2 separate regions of the Rattus norvegicus genome follow, and region 1 is linked to region 2. A link is a contact called in public Hi-C data. All regions are on one chromosome and are shown on one strand. Each heading gives the region's core, a stretch centred on a gene start, on an enhancer-like site or on the middle of the called end of the contact. The rest is flanking DNA. Distances are from core to core; before and after follow the strand shown. Region 1 has its middle 28 kb from the start of Rpl36l6. Region 2 overlaps Rad51b (RAD51 paralog B).

Evidence for each region. A called contact is a pair of places that touch in the nucleus more often than the background predicts.
Region 1: a contact with region 2 is called in a Hi-C map of liver, with 7 times the contacts expected there. The contact joins two enhancer-like sites. A contact is called at or near these places in 4 of 12 Hi-C or Micro-C datasets (the A7r5 cell line, kidney and liver) and 1 of 1 datasets of contacts at active chromatin or transcription factors (oligodendrocytes).

The regions. Positions count from the first base shown.
Region 1 is chr6:104,518,675-104,524,419 of GRCr8, forward strand. No RefSeq gene overlaps it. Among named protein-coding and RNA genes, the nearest start is that of Rpl36l6, 28 kb to the right of the region's middle. Within about 2 kb of position 4,462, at least 28 of the 93 cell types and tissues checked have an H3K27ac peak or open chromatin away from gene starts, as enhancers often do. A contact at or near this core is called in liver, where this site is marked.
Region 2 is chr6:103,895,679-103,901,773 of GRCr8, forward strand. The region is part of intron 7 of Rad51b (RAD51 paralog B); the gene reads left to right. Among named protein-coding and RNA genes, the nearest start is that of Rad51b, 69 kb to the left of the region's middle. Within about 2 kb of position 3,508, at least 9 of the 93 cell types and tissues checked have an H3K27ac peak or open chromatin away from gene starts, as enhancers often do. A contact at or near this core is called in liver, where this site is marked.

The DNA.
Region 1 (5,745 bases), core at 3,212-5,711, 620 kb after region 2:
CGGAGTCAGGAGTCAGTGACCCACCAAAAATAAGATAATGCTCCCAGCAGCCAGGGCCCAAGTTAATCTCCTTCCCAGCCATGATATCCGCTCTATGTGCAGAGGTGAGTGCAACCTGACCCAGAGCTGTGGGGTTCAAGAAGCCAGCCAAGAAGCCATGACATCACTTTTCTTCCCTACGTCATCTCCCGCCTCTGGCAGACACATAAATGGGTCACATGGGTTGTTGTAGACGACTGGCGAGCATCAGGAGGCTCTTTCCTAAAGAAGGCTCAGGGAGGACTGGAGGGTGATTCAGTTGGCAAAATGCTTGGCTCTGCAAGTGTACAGAGCTGGACCCAATGCCCAGAACCTATCTAGGCGAGGCAGTGCACACTTGTAATTCCAGCCTGGGAGAGGCACAGAAGGATTCATCCCTGGGCTTCCTGTCCATCCAGTCTAGCTTATGTGTGAGCTGCAGACCAGTAAGAGTGCCTGTCTCCAAAAGAACATCCAAGGTTGACCTGTGGTCTTCATGCTCCAGTGAATGTTCACTTACACACACACACACACACACACACACACACACACACACACACACACACACCACACGAGCACAGATCTCAAGTTCTTGGATAAGGATGTCCTCCTCACCTGCTGTACTCTGGTTATGGCTTTGCCATTCCAACCTCCAGGGACTTCTGGTCCTAGCATCTCTGGCCTCCTGACCCTCACTTGGGAATAGACCCGCCACAGAGGCTGGATTTCCATCACCAGAAGGGAATCTTCCTGACTTTTAGTATACTTGAGAATAAGCTAGTTTGCCCAGCTTATTTATGTCAGTGAGGGCCACAATGTGCCAGTGTAAGTGCTAATTCTGTAGACAAGGTCCCTCTCCTCCTAAGCTGGGTTTAGTGAGGAAAACAGAATGCGTCAAGCAGCAAATGTGAATGCTGTTTCTCAGAAGGGAGCATGCCCAGGTTTCAGATCTGATGGGGTGGTGGCATTTCCACTGTGGGCAGAGGATCTTTTCTCACTTGCAGCTCACCCCGAGCCTAAGCAAGAGCTGTCTGTCACATGGTAGCTACTCAGTAAAATCTGCTGAACGCGCTAGCAAATGAACGAGGGCTTCTGTGCTTCCTGACAGAGTCTGATGCTGGGGTCTACTAAGTCTCCATTTAGAAAAACGCTGAACAGAAACGGAAGTCGTCCACCCTCCTGAGGACCGTACATGTGGGCGCGCTGCCTGTGGTTCCTTTGGGCTTAGAGGTGCTTATGCTGGGTCACAGCTGGGGAAGATGATATCCCTGAGATCCTGCAGGGAACCTTCCAGGCTTGCCCCCTTGGCCCCCAGACCACACCATGAAGAACTCTGTAAATGGATTCATCAAAGCGGGGAGAGCAAGCCTCTTGACAGGTGAGGATTTAGAACTGAAAGCAGAGATGCGTTCAAACTCCCTGGGCCCAGATGTCCTAACCACAGGCCGAACTCTTGAAGGAGAAGGGAGAGTAGTACCATGAACCTCACCTCTCTTTTCTCAAAAGAGGTTGATGGTTCTTGGGAATTCCCTTCAAGCATCCGAATGCAATGTGCACACAAACCCAAAGGTATTTGCTGTCAAGTTTCTAGGCAGGATTATGTCAAACTGACCAGCTGTTTCATCTGCCATGCTTACCTTAACTTCAAAAGGCTGGTCTTCTGTCCCAGGAAAATTGAGCCTTTACCATAAAACATTTCCAAATTCCCTCAGACCTCAAAACATGCCCACATTAAGGTATCTCTCTTAGGCCTCTGGAAAACTGTGTCGAATGTACACAAAGACTCCTCAACCTTCTGCCCTCCAGTAAGCACCTTCCCAAGAAGAGAAATAAAAACTGGTGACAGTGCGAGGTACACCGTGTGCAGCCCTACGGGCAATGTTTGCTCAGGGAGCTGATGGGGGCAGAAGTTCCTCTAGGTAAACTGTGCCCTTGAATGTCTGTGTACACACAGAAGGGGTGCCTTTGATAAGCTTAACCACCAATGCCACATGAGCATGTAGTGACCCTGGGTGGAGAGTCCAAAGAACTACATCTGGAGAGGAAACCAAGCCGCCATTCCCCACACATTCTAAAGGTACTCCTCAGTAGATCAGATGCGCTAAGGAGGCAGACCAGTGAAGCACTGTGTTTTACTTTGGGGTCCTGAGGTTAACTGACAGGGAAAAGCAAATGACTAAGGTGTACTATGGAAGATTCCAATGTCTTCCTTCTGTTGAACTACTTTAAGGAGAAGCAAGATTTACAACAGGCATGGCCCCCTCCGGGTTGGAAACACCAAGGGTTTGGAATCCCGCCCAGTCCTGGGGCCGGGACTTCACTTACCTGGAGCCTGCTGAGCAGGAAATGGGCCCCTGGAAGATGAGGTAAAGTGAACACTTTCTCAAGAAAATTACTCTCCCCACAGAGACCCAAGCACCTCGACAGAGAATAAATTCCAACCCAGAGTGAGCAGCTCTCAGGGCCATCTGGATACCGGTGTGATGTGGATGTGTGTGTTGCTTGGAAAGGAGCTGGGGTTCTAGCTCGCGCTTTCCTGTGCAGAGGGAAATGTTTGCGCCTTGCACATGGCTTCACAGTGGAGGGTAATTGGCAAAGACTATGAAAACCCATGGGTGGGCTTCTACCTCCGCTCAGAAGCATGTCTCCCTTGTGACGCCATCTTCCCATCTGCCCGGTCTTCCTCAAGTAAAAGAACTGTGCCTGTGGGAAGCTGAGAGGAATGATGGAAGCTGGGCTCCCAATCACAGCTCTCCTGAGGCCACTAAGACTGTCACTGGCAGGCCTGCAGGCCAGCAGGCCGAGGTGGGATTGGTGCAGGGCTGCAGTGCTTCCTGAGAACCGAGAGCCCCTTAACTTAAATTCTCTTCCCTCCTCTTCCTCCATCGTCTCTTCTGTTTCCTTAACACAAGCTCAAATTGTGATGTCAGAATATGGCAGACAGGAGTCTCCTATGTCTTATGAGAAGCCTGGGGGGATGGGGAGGTTCCTAAGTACTTTCAGTTGCCAGCTTGTGGGTTAAGTGTTTGAGCCTGTGGAAGTCCCCTCCAACTAGAATAAAGTGCTGTCTGACCAGAGACAAGAAACTAGAGAACTGCAGAGATACAGAGATATGCCCAGGGTCACACAGTCAGTAGTGACAGAGCTGGGTCCATGTAGTGCCCACCCTCATCCTCACTTCGCAGCACAGGGAGCTCTATTCTAGGTCTTTACTGAAGTCAGAGGATGATGTAAGGAAGGGATGCCCCAGTCCCTCCCCGACTGCTGTCTGCCAAGCTCTGCCTGTGTAGTGAGAGATGTGCCGGACACCAAGTGCTCTGCCCCAGAACGGGATCTTTGTCTGCCTTCACTCCTCACCACACCTTCCAGTTCTACAGCCAAGTCTGGCTCACAAAAGAGCGACTGCTAAGGGAACCAAGAGAACCTTCCTGAGCTGCCCACTGGTCCCTTCATTCCCCCTCCCAAACTCTGAGCATGCCCTGGGATCACATTAGTCCTGGGTGGACACCGGGGAATGCTACTCGAGTTGAGAATCCCCACACTGAGGGGGACACTGAGGAGGGAGGGAAGCAAGCAAAGGAAGACTCCACGCTCCTGGATGTGCGTTGAGACCAGTGTGCATGGAGCAGCAAGTTGAGCATGTAAGGTTTTTCCATGAGACTGGGCCCAAGGCACAGTTCCAAAAAGAAGGGAGATACAGGGGAGGACACAAGGGCCAGAAGGCTAAGAAATGAGAGTTCTCCAGAGTGCTGGTGACATTGGATGATCCTAACTCTCCACTCTCCATGTCATTCCTGTTCAGTTATCCAACACCATGCAACACACTGACCGCCCTAGACTCAGCTACTGCCCACAGTGATTAGGCTAGTGACTCAGCCTGGCAAGCCAGTTCTGAGGGGGGCATTAGCCATTGCAGTTCAATGGCTGCTAAGGCTAGAGTCATGGTAACGATCTATGTGCCCGATGCCTGGAAGACCTGTCGCTCATGTCCAGGCTGGATCCAAGCTGTAGGAGGTCTAGAATTTCCCTAATAATCATAGACTTTTAGTCTCTACTGTGGCATGCCCAGGTTCAATGAAGGAAGTGTGGCAAGTCTTGGAGACTATAATAACCGCCTTTATAGAAAGACAAAATAACCTAAGGAAGTAAAAAGGGAGAGGGACAGACTAAGAGTTAGAACGAGAGAGAAACAGAAAGAAACCAGGCTATGGGCTGGGAGACTTTGTTCTTGTGTCTAAGAGAAGTTGCTTCTCTCAGCTTCCCACCCCACTGTTCCCTTATCTCATACCCCAAGGTATGCTCCTAGACTATGCCTAGATCCAGGGTTCTGGAGCCAGAAAGTGGGAGAGAGCGGAAAAAAACATTTACATCATCCTAACCAGCCCACACTTAAGAATGGGCCTGCTACGTGACCATTGCAGTAAAACTGTTTATCTGTCCTTGCTGAAGTGTGGCCTCTAAGGGTCATGATCTTCTGCCTGTGACGTCCCCACAGCAGTTGCCCTGGAGATGTGGAGGTCAAGGATGGTAAAAGAGCTTCTTGCCAAGATGATCTCACATAAAAATCCCTTTGCTGGGCTGAGTGGCCGCTTAGCTTACACAAGGCTCTCCCCTCTGTGCTCAGAAACAGGGAGTGGGGGCAATTGAGCTATGAAGGGAAAGGGAAGAACCATAAATTCCTCATGTGTGTACACAGGCAGGGAAGGGTGGGCTCAGCACAGCATTGTAACCCTTTGATTCCTTCCACTCCCCCAGACTTGCCCTGTAAGGGCTGTCCATTTAACCACAGTGGACTTCGGTCCCGGAGCCTTGTTTGGAAGGTTGCAGAATCATCTGTTTGAGACTACCTTTCCCATTCGTCTGGGTAAGTCAAGCATAGAATCTCATTCCTAAGACCGAGGTAGGCTTCCTCCAGCCTCTGCATGTTTCTCCATTGCATATTGAGACAACCTTTGTTCTGGCGAAGCAGAACTTTGCACATTATATTTCTCCTTCAAAGTCACGTTTAGTCCTACTCAAGAGAGCTCTTCAACCTTCTTCAATAACAACAAAATTTATTTGCTACCCTGCCTCCCTCGAGAGTTCCTTAGTGCATGACACAATCTCATCTTTGTACCATGCAAACACTACTTCTATTTGCCTTTTAAAAAACAAACAAACACTGGCTAGCCCACAGCCCCAAACAAAAGCCTGAACCTTGACAATAACCATCATTGCTCCCAAATCTCAAGTGACAATAAACAGGAAACCAAAAGAGTGGTCCTCCAGCATAAACAAGAGAAAATGGCCTGTTCCCTCAAAAAGATTTCACTTCTTGCATCAAAGATGACCAAAGACATTTTTTCCAAATGCTTTGACCCAAGTGTCCTGTTAGTCTGGGTCATCTAAAACCTGAGTTCCCAGTTGGTTTATCATTTTATTTTAATGACCTGTGCTTCCTACAGAAACATGGAAAATGGTTCTCTCTCTTTCACTCTCTCTCTGTGTCTGTCTTTGTGTGTCTATGTCTCTCTGTGTCTTCTCTCTCTCTCACCTTTCTTTCTTCAGTTAAACGTGTTGTGGTGAGCATATGAAAGCTAGTCTCACTTGCAAGGAGCGCCCGGGAAAACTCGGGAGAACCAAGTCAGGAACTGAGCGGGACCGCGCCACGCGTGTGCCCACGCCCCAGCCATGCTCCCTGCGCAGCCCCGCTTCTCCCCGCTCCCGGCTCTTGCCACTGGCCGCACA
Region 2 (6,095 bases), core at 2,258-4,757:
ATGCAGAGTAAGCAATAACATTCACTTCTGCATGTTCTAGTCACTGAGCGTAGGAGACCAGTGTCTGATGGGGTTGGCTGCTTGGTGAGGGTCCCCTCTTGGTGATCGTGCTCTGATGTGTCTGTTCCCAGCATGGCATTTCCACCTTTGAGACCTAATCTAGCTAGGGACCTTTCAAAACTTCATAGACAAATACCATCATCCCAGGGACTAGGGTTTCAACAGAGAATTTTGGGAGAGATGTAAAATTTTAGTCCACAGCAAATTACCAGATTAGAAATATTCTGCCCACCTCCATCTTCCTTTGTCATGGCTGAGAATTATACCTAGGGTCCTGGACATGTCAGGCAAGTATTCTGCCACTGAGTTACATTACTAGTTTTTCAGACAGGAAAAATGCAAATTAAAAAAAATAGTTGGCAGGTTCATAGGCATGCATTCCATAGCTATACCTTATAACCTACACAGTGTGTATATGTGTGTGTATGTGTGTGTGTTCTTTTGCATTTATCAAATGTTTTATTTTTTTGAAGCCATGATATTTTGCTAGTTGAATATATTCCAACTTGGATTTTTTCAGAGCTTTTGCTTTTGCTAAGTTGCAGGAGAGAATACTGAAGACTCTGGCTTAGCCAAACTATTGTCTCCTATCTTCCCACTTTTTATAGCCATTCACTTTTTTACTGTAAAAGTTACAGTCATGCTTGCCTAGCAAGCGTAAGGCCCTGGGTTCGGTCCCCAGCTCCGAAAAAAAAAGTTACAGTCAGTGAAGGAAACTTAATAAAAACTTAAGTATGGAAAGTAGAAAGAGATGGGTAGACTAACAAAAGGAGGGTTGTGCCTCCCACTGTAATCTCGGAAACGCAACAACATTGATGTGGAACTCACTCTCCCATGGTCTGTATCCTGTGCGTTTGCCCCCAAATTTCCATGTACCCCACTCAGACCCAGCTTCCAGGTCAAAAGCATTCTAGCTGGTCTGCCCCCAAGCCCAGACATTTAAGTATTCATTACCTCAGCGAGTGCATGTGTATCTGTACGTAATGATGTTTGTGCTTGTCTACTTAGGGCTTTTGAAATCTTTGCAGTTTTAGACTAACGGCAAACCCCCAGCCAAACAGAAAAGTATGATTTCCCCTTTTATCTGTGTCCCGTGTTATACAGATGTTCCCTGAAAATAGCAACAGTTTTCTGGGAAAGGTCCTGACAGAGTCTGTTCTCACCCTTTACCCTGGCTCTCCGATTCATGTTTCCTTCTTCCAGTGTGGTCATGTGCTTGCCCGAGCCTGGCTCATGAACCGTGTAGGATATTCGTGGGGTTTTGTTTTTTAAGCCATACACTGTGCACATGATGCAGTATTTAATTTGGAACGAGCTCCAAGTTTAGACACACGTGCTTCTTGTGGTGTTTATCTTGGAGTCCACAAGTAGGAGGAAAGTATTTTTGCATTTTATACATCTGGACACTGTTCATGGTCTTTCTGTGACTTGGGAATTGTGTGTGGGGCAAAATCCAAGGAACAGTATTAAAATAACATGGAGTCATAATGAGGTCCGAGTGCAGCCCCTTGATGAGTATTCTTCTGATCCCAGCAGAGTTTGACTTTGGATGTGGTGAACTTTTTCAGCTGTGTGGTTCACTGGTGGCCTGAGCAGATTGGTGGACTATAAATTACCTGACACCCTCCCGTTCACTTCATGTGCTGCTAGACATGAAGTCTAAAAGTCTTTGACAAATTTGGCTCTTTAAGGGGAATAATTTGACTTGATTTTGTGTGGGGCAAGATAGGCAAAGGGAGCACTGCTCAGTGCTGCTCTGCCTGCTAATCCACTGCACTTTATGAGATCTTTTAGTTTCTCGCCATTGTTCTTCTGCTCCTCCCTCAGTCCATGCATCCAGAACTATAATGATCCCTAGACCATCTCGGGCTGTGGGTGAGGGTTGAGGGCGATGTCAGTGATGGTGGTGTCCATTGTGTCTGCTAACCTTATGATCTCACACAAGAAGTTGTCATTTAAAACAGGGTGAATGTGATGTGGTACAGTGCCACCTTTTGGATGGGGGTCTGCTAGAATGGGGCAGGTGAGAGAGGCATTTAGAATGTTGCTGCTCTGAGGAAGATTGCATAAGGACAGTGTTGCTTCCTTGTCAGCCTGGTTTTCTTTAATTTTCACATTTCTCCTATAATGTAATGGCAGATATAAGCTGGGGAGGCAGGATAAAGCTTCAAGTGGACTTGCCCTTGAGTGAAAGAGGGCGGGCAAGTGTTGTTTTCTGTGCTGTCCATCATTTGGGTGTAAAACTGTTTGGATCTTTACTTTCTATAGAAGGGCTGTTTGCCTTTTTTCTTTCAATGCACTAAAGGGAAGAAAATCTAATAAAGTAACTGAATCTACTGGTTATCATTCCTGCAGAATTTTCAAGTGTGTTTAATAGTGGTCTCTCATATAACTATAAAGAAATAAATAATTGGAGAGGAAAGGTCAAAATTGTGTTGTAGTTTGAGAACCAGAAGAGTCTGGGGATGTTTGAGTGATTGGGTAAATTGCTCAGCTGGGAGCTGTTTCTTTTTGCTGCCTTTTGGGCCTTTCCTTTGGGACACTCCCCCCACCCCCTTACTTTTGTAATGCATTTTGCAACCTTCAGTTAGAAAATAGCCATCAGAATTTAACCGCTAGTAAATAAACACATTCTAGTTCTATGATGGGAATCACTAAGTAGCAGAGAACGGTCTGGCTTCATTTGAAGAGAAAGATTCATGGTAGTCATGGTAGTAACTCCGAGAGTTGACACCAGAATCATGTTTGTTTGGCGTGTTAATGAGTCTAAGAGGAAATGGTGAAATCTGCTGATGACACCAAATTGTTTTGCTTGATCCTAACATGAGGTTTCTGGGAAGCTGCTTTGTAGTATTAGAAATAGTGGAAGGATTGGGCAATTTGGGGCAGACATGCTGAACTCGAAGTGATGGTTTTTGTGGAGCAGCCAGGGTACACCAATGAAGTTGCAGAGCCTTGCCCTCTTGAGGGAACTGCTCTCTCCAGAATGTGAAGACTGGGACAAAGAACATTCTGGTTAGAAGCAACAGTGATGTAAAAATATGGCATTTGAGTGTCTTTTGGACACTCAGGTCAGTCGTAGTATATAGGAGTGGGTGTTATTTCCCTTCAAAACAACCATGGGATATTGTGTGCTTACTTTCTACACATGCTTGCTTTTTTGATGGGCAGGTCTAGCCCTTCCTATAACCTTTTAAGTATTTCCTGTGGTTTGTAGATTATTCTTCATTTTTAAATAGCCGGCTGTCTTTTAGAATCTCAGTGACAGACTTAAAATGTAAACGAGATATAAAGTAGTACAGGGAATCGATTGCCTCCAGGACTAATTCTCAAGGAAATGCCATGAGATATTGCAAGGATGTTTGTACAGCAGTAGTAGAATAAGTTCTTCACTGATACAGCTCACAAATGTGACTCATTGGGCTGTGTACATTACAAAGGCCTGTTAACACACCCACCCTGTGATAGGCTATTGATTCATGGGACTGAAACCAGTGCATTGTACGAGCCAAGAACACATTACCACTGAGCCTTAACCCTGGCTCCACACGTCACACCTCTTTCACACTCCCCTTCTCCCTTTTCAAGCATTATTAGAAGAATCGGGACATTGTATACTACTTAGAGGGTCTCAGTACACTGGTGCCTAGAAACGAAAAAGGTTCTGGGAGTTGAAAACATAAGACAGCACTGTCACAGGCACTGTGGGCTGGCAGGCTGTAGGTATCCTCACATTAGGAAAGGATTTGTGTGGTCGTAAACAACTGAATGAAACACAGGAACAGGAGTCAAGAGGGCTGAGGGGGAGGAGAGCTTTCAGGCTCTGTGGTGGTGCCTTTGTTTTATCTAAGCAGGGAGAAGATGGGGCTGGCTCTACCTCCTGGAGTTGGAATCCCTGGAGTAATTTTGGAAAACCACTACAGAGAGTCAGGTATCTAGAGGGCCAGAAAAGGACTTGTATACAGAACAGGAAGACTTCATTCCTTCCATACTCTTCTGAGATTATTATAAAAAAATTAAAGTTTTCCATTTACCAATTGTATACGTTCCTGTTTCAAAAGCCATAAAGTCCTTTAAATGTTTTAATTTTGTGACACCCTTGTATTTTCACAGTTCTCGGTCTTTAAACACTTCAAATTGAAAAATCAGGAGAACCTTTACCCAAAAGTAGAGGAATTCTTTTGTGAGTAATATCCTGACTAAATAGCCCAAGCCAACCCACCCTCCCCAACACACCCTCCCCTTCCCCCCAACCTCCATGGGTCTAAATGCAAGGCCTCAGACTAGTTCTATCAGATTCATTGGAGGCCACTTGTTAAAAACAAAGATCTCATATTCTAGGGCTGGTGATGTAGCTCAGTGGTAGAGCTCTTGCCTAGCATGTACTAGGTCAGTGTAGAGCTCTTGCCTAGCATGTACTAGGTCAGTGTAGAGCTCTTGCCTAGCATGTACTAGGTCGGTGTAGAGCTCTTGCCTAGCATGTACTAACTAGGTCAGTGTAGAGCTCTTGCCTAGCATGTACTAGGTCAGTGGTAGAGCTCTTGCCTAGCATGTACTAGGTCAGTGTAGAGCTCTTGCCTAGCATGTACTAACTAGGTCAGTGTAGAGCTCTTGCCTAGCGTGTACTAACTAGGTCAGTGTAGAGCTCTTGCCTAGCATGTACTAGGTCAGTGTTCCATCTCAGTATTGCAAAAACTGAAACAAAGAGACAAAACGACACTGAATTAGAGCCGTCAGGGAGTACATTCTCAGCATAAGAGAATACTTGCTGAAAGTTGGTGTCAGCTCCACCCCCGACTCCTAACCGAGGGCACTGGGAAGGTGGAAGGGTGCTGGAGTAACAGAAACACTGTTATTGTGGTTAGAAAGTTTACTCTGAATGTCTGGTCATTCACTAGCTATGTGACTTAACCAAAATATCTAATAACGTCTCAGTAGCTTATATTATTTTCTATAAAATAGATTTTTGGATTTTATTCCTCGGCACTGCAAAGGCAAATCAACAGCAGCAGCAGCAAAGATGCGATTGTTACTGCTATTCCCTTAGCATACAAAGGAGCTCTCTGGTCTCTGATGTGTGTGTGTGTGTGTGTGTGTGTGTGTGTGTGTGTGTGTGTGTGTGTGTTTAATCCTCAGTCCTATTTAATAAGGAGGTGAAAAGAAAAGCCTAAGAATATTATATAAATGTATATGCTGGGGGAAGACAGGTTTCTTTCATTCTTTGGAAGAAGATTTTCAAGTGGCATTCTCAGTATTCTACATGCTCAGTATTCTGTTTTCATTTCTGCAGTGCTCTCTGGCCAAAAGAGCTGTGATAGAGCAGACACAGTAGATGGCGCTTTAGACTTATTTTAGAGGAAATTAGTGTACGGGTGTGGGTGGAAGGAGAGATTGGATAGTAAGCCCTGTGTTAATAAGCCCCCCAAGACTACCTCCATGTTGGCGCCTCTAAGAAGTAACTTTGTTTTGTTTTGTTTTGTTTTTGTTTGTTTTTTGTTTTTTGTTTTGTATAGATCTAGAGTATAACTTCAGTAAAAATCAAAGTCTTAGCTGGTATATTTGTGTGACTTTTGTCACTTGGAAATTATCTCTTGTGCTTCAAGCCATAAGAATATAAAGGAGTTATTTTCTTTTAAGACATTTTCTTATATATGAGGGTTTCCCCTAATTTTCTTTGTTTTTTAATATTTCCATGTCTTCCTAGTTTTTTCTGAACTTTTTTGTTATCTAATAAAAATGTGGTTATAAAGTTAGTTTGAATAACATCAATTACAATGTCATATTTTTTAAATTCAAATTTTCACATTAAATACACATTCAAATAGTATGGGTCACATTTAGGATAATTTAATTTTAACTTTTATTTTATTATGTGAATGGGTGTTTTGCCTGCTTGTATGTGTATGCATTGTGTGCAAGCTTGGTATCTGTAGAGGCCGGAGGAAGGTGCCAGATCCCTGGGAACTGGTGTTACAATGTGGGTCTGGGAATCAAATCCTGGGTCCCCTTGTAGAGCAGCCAGAGCTCTCAATGGC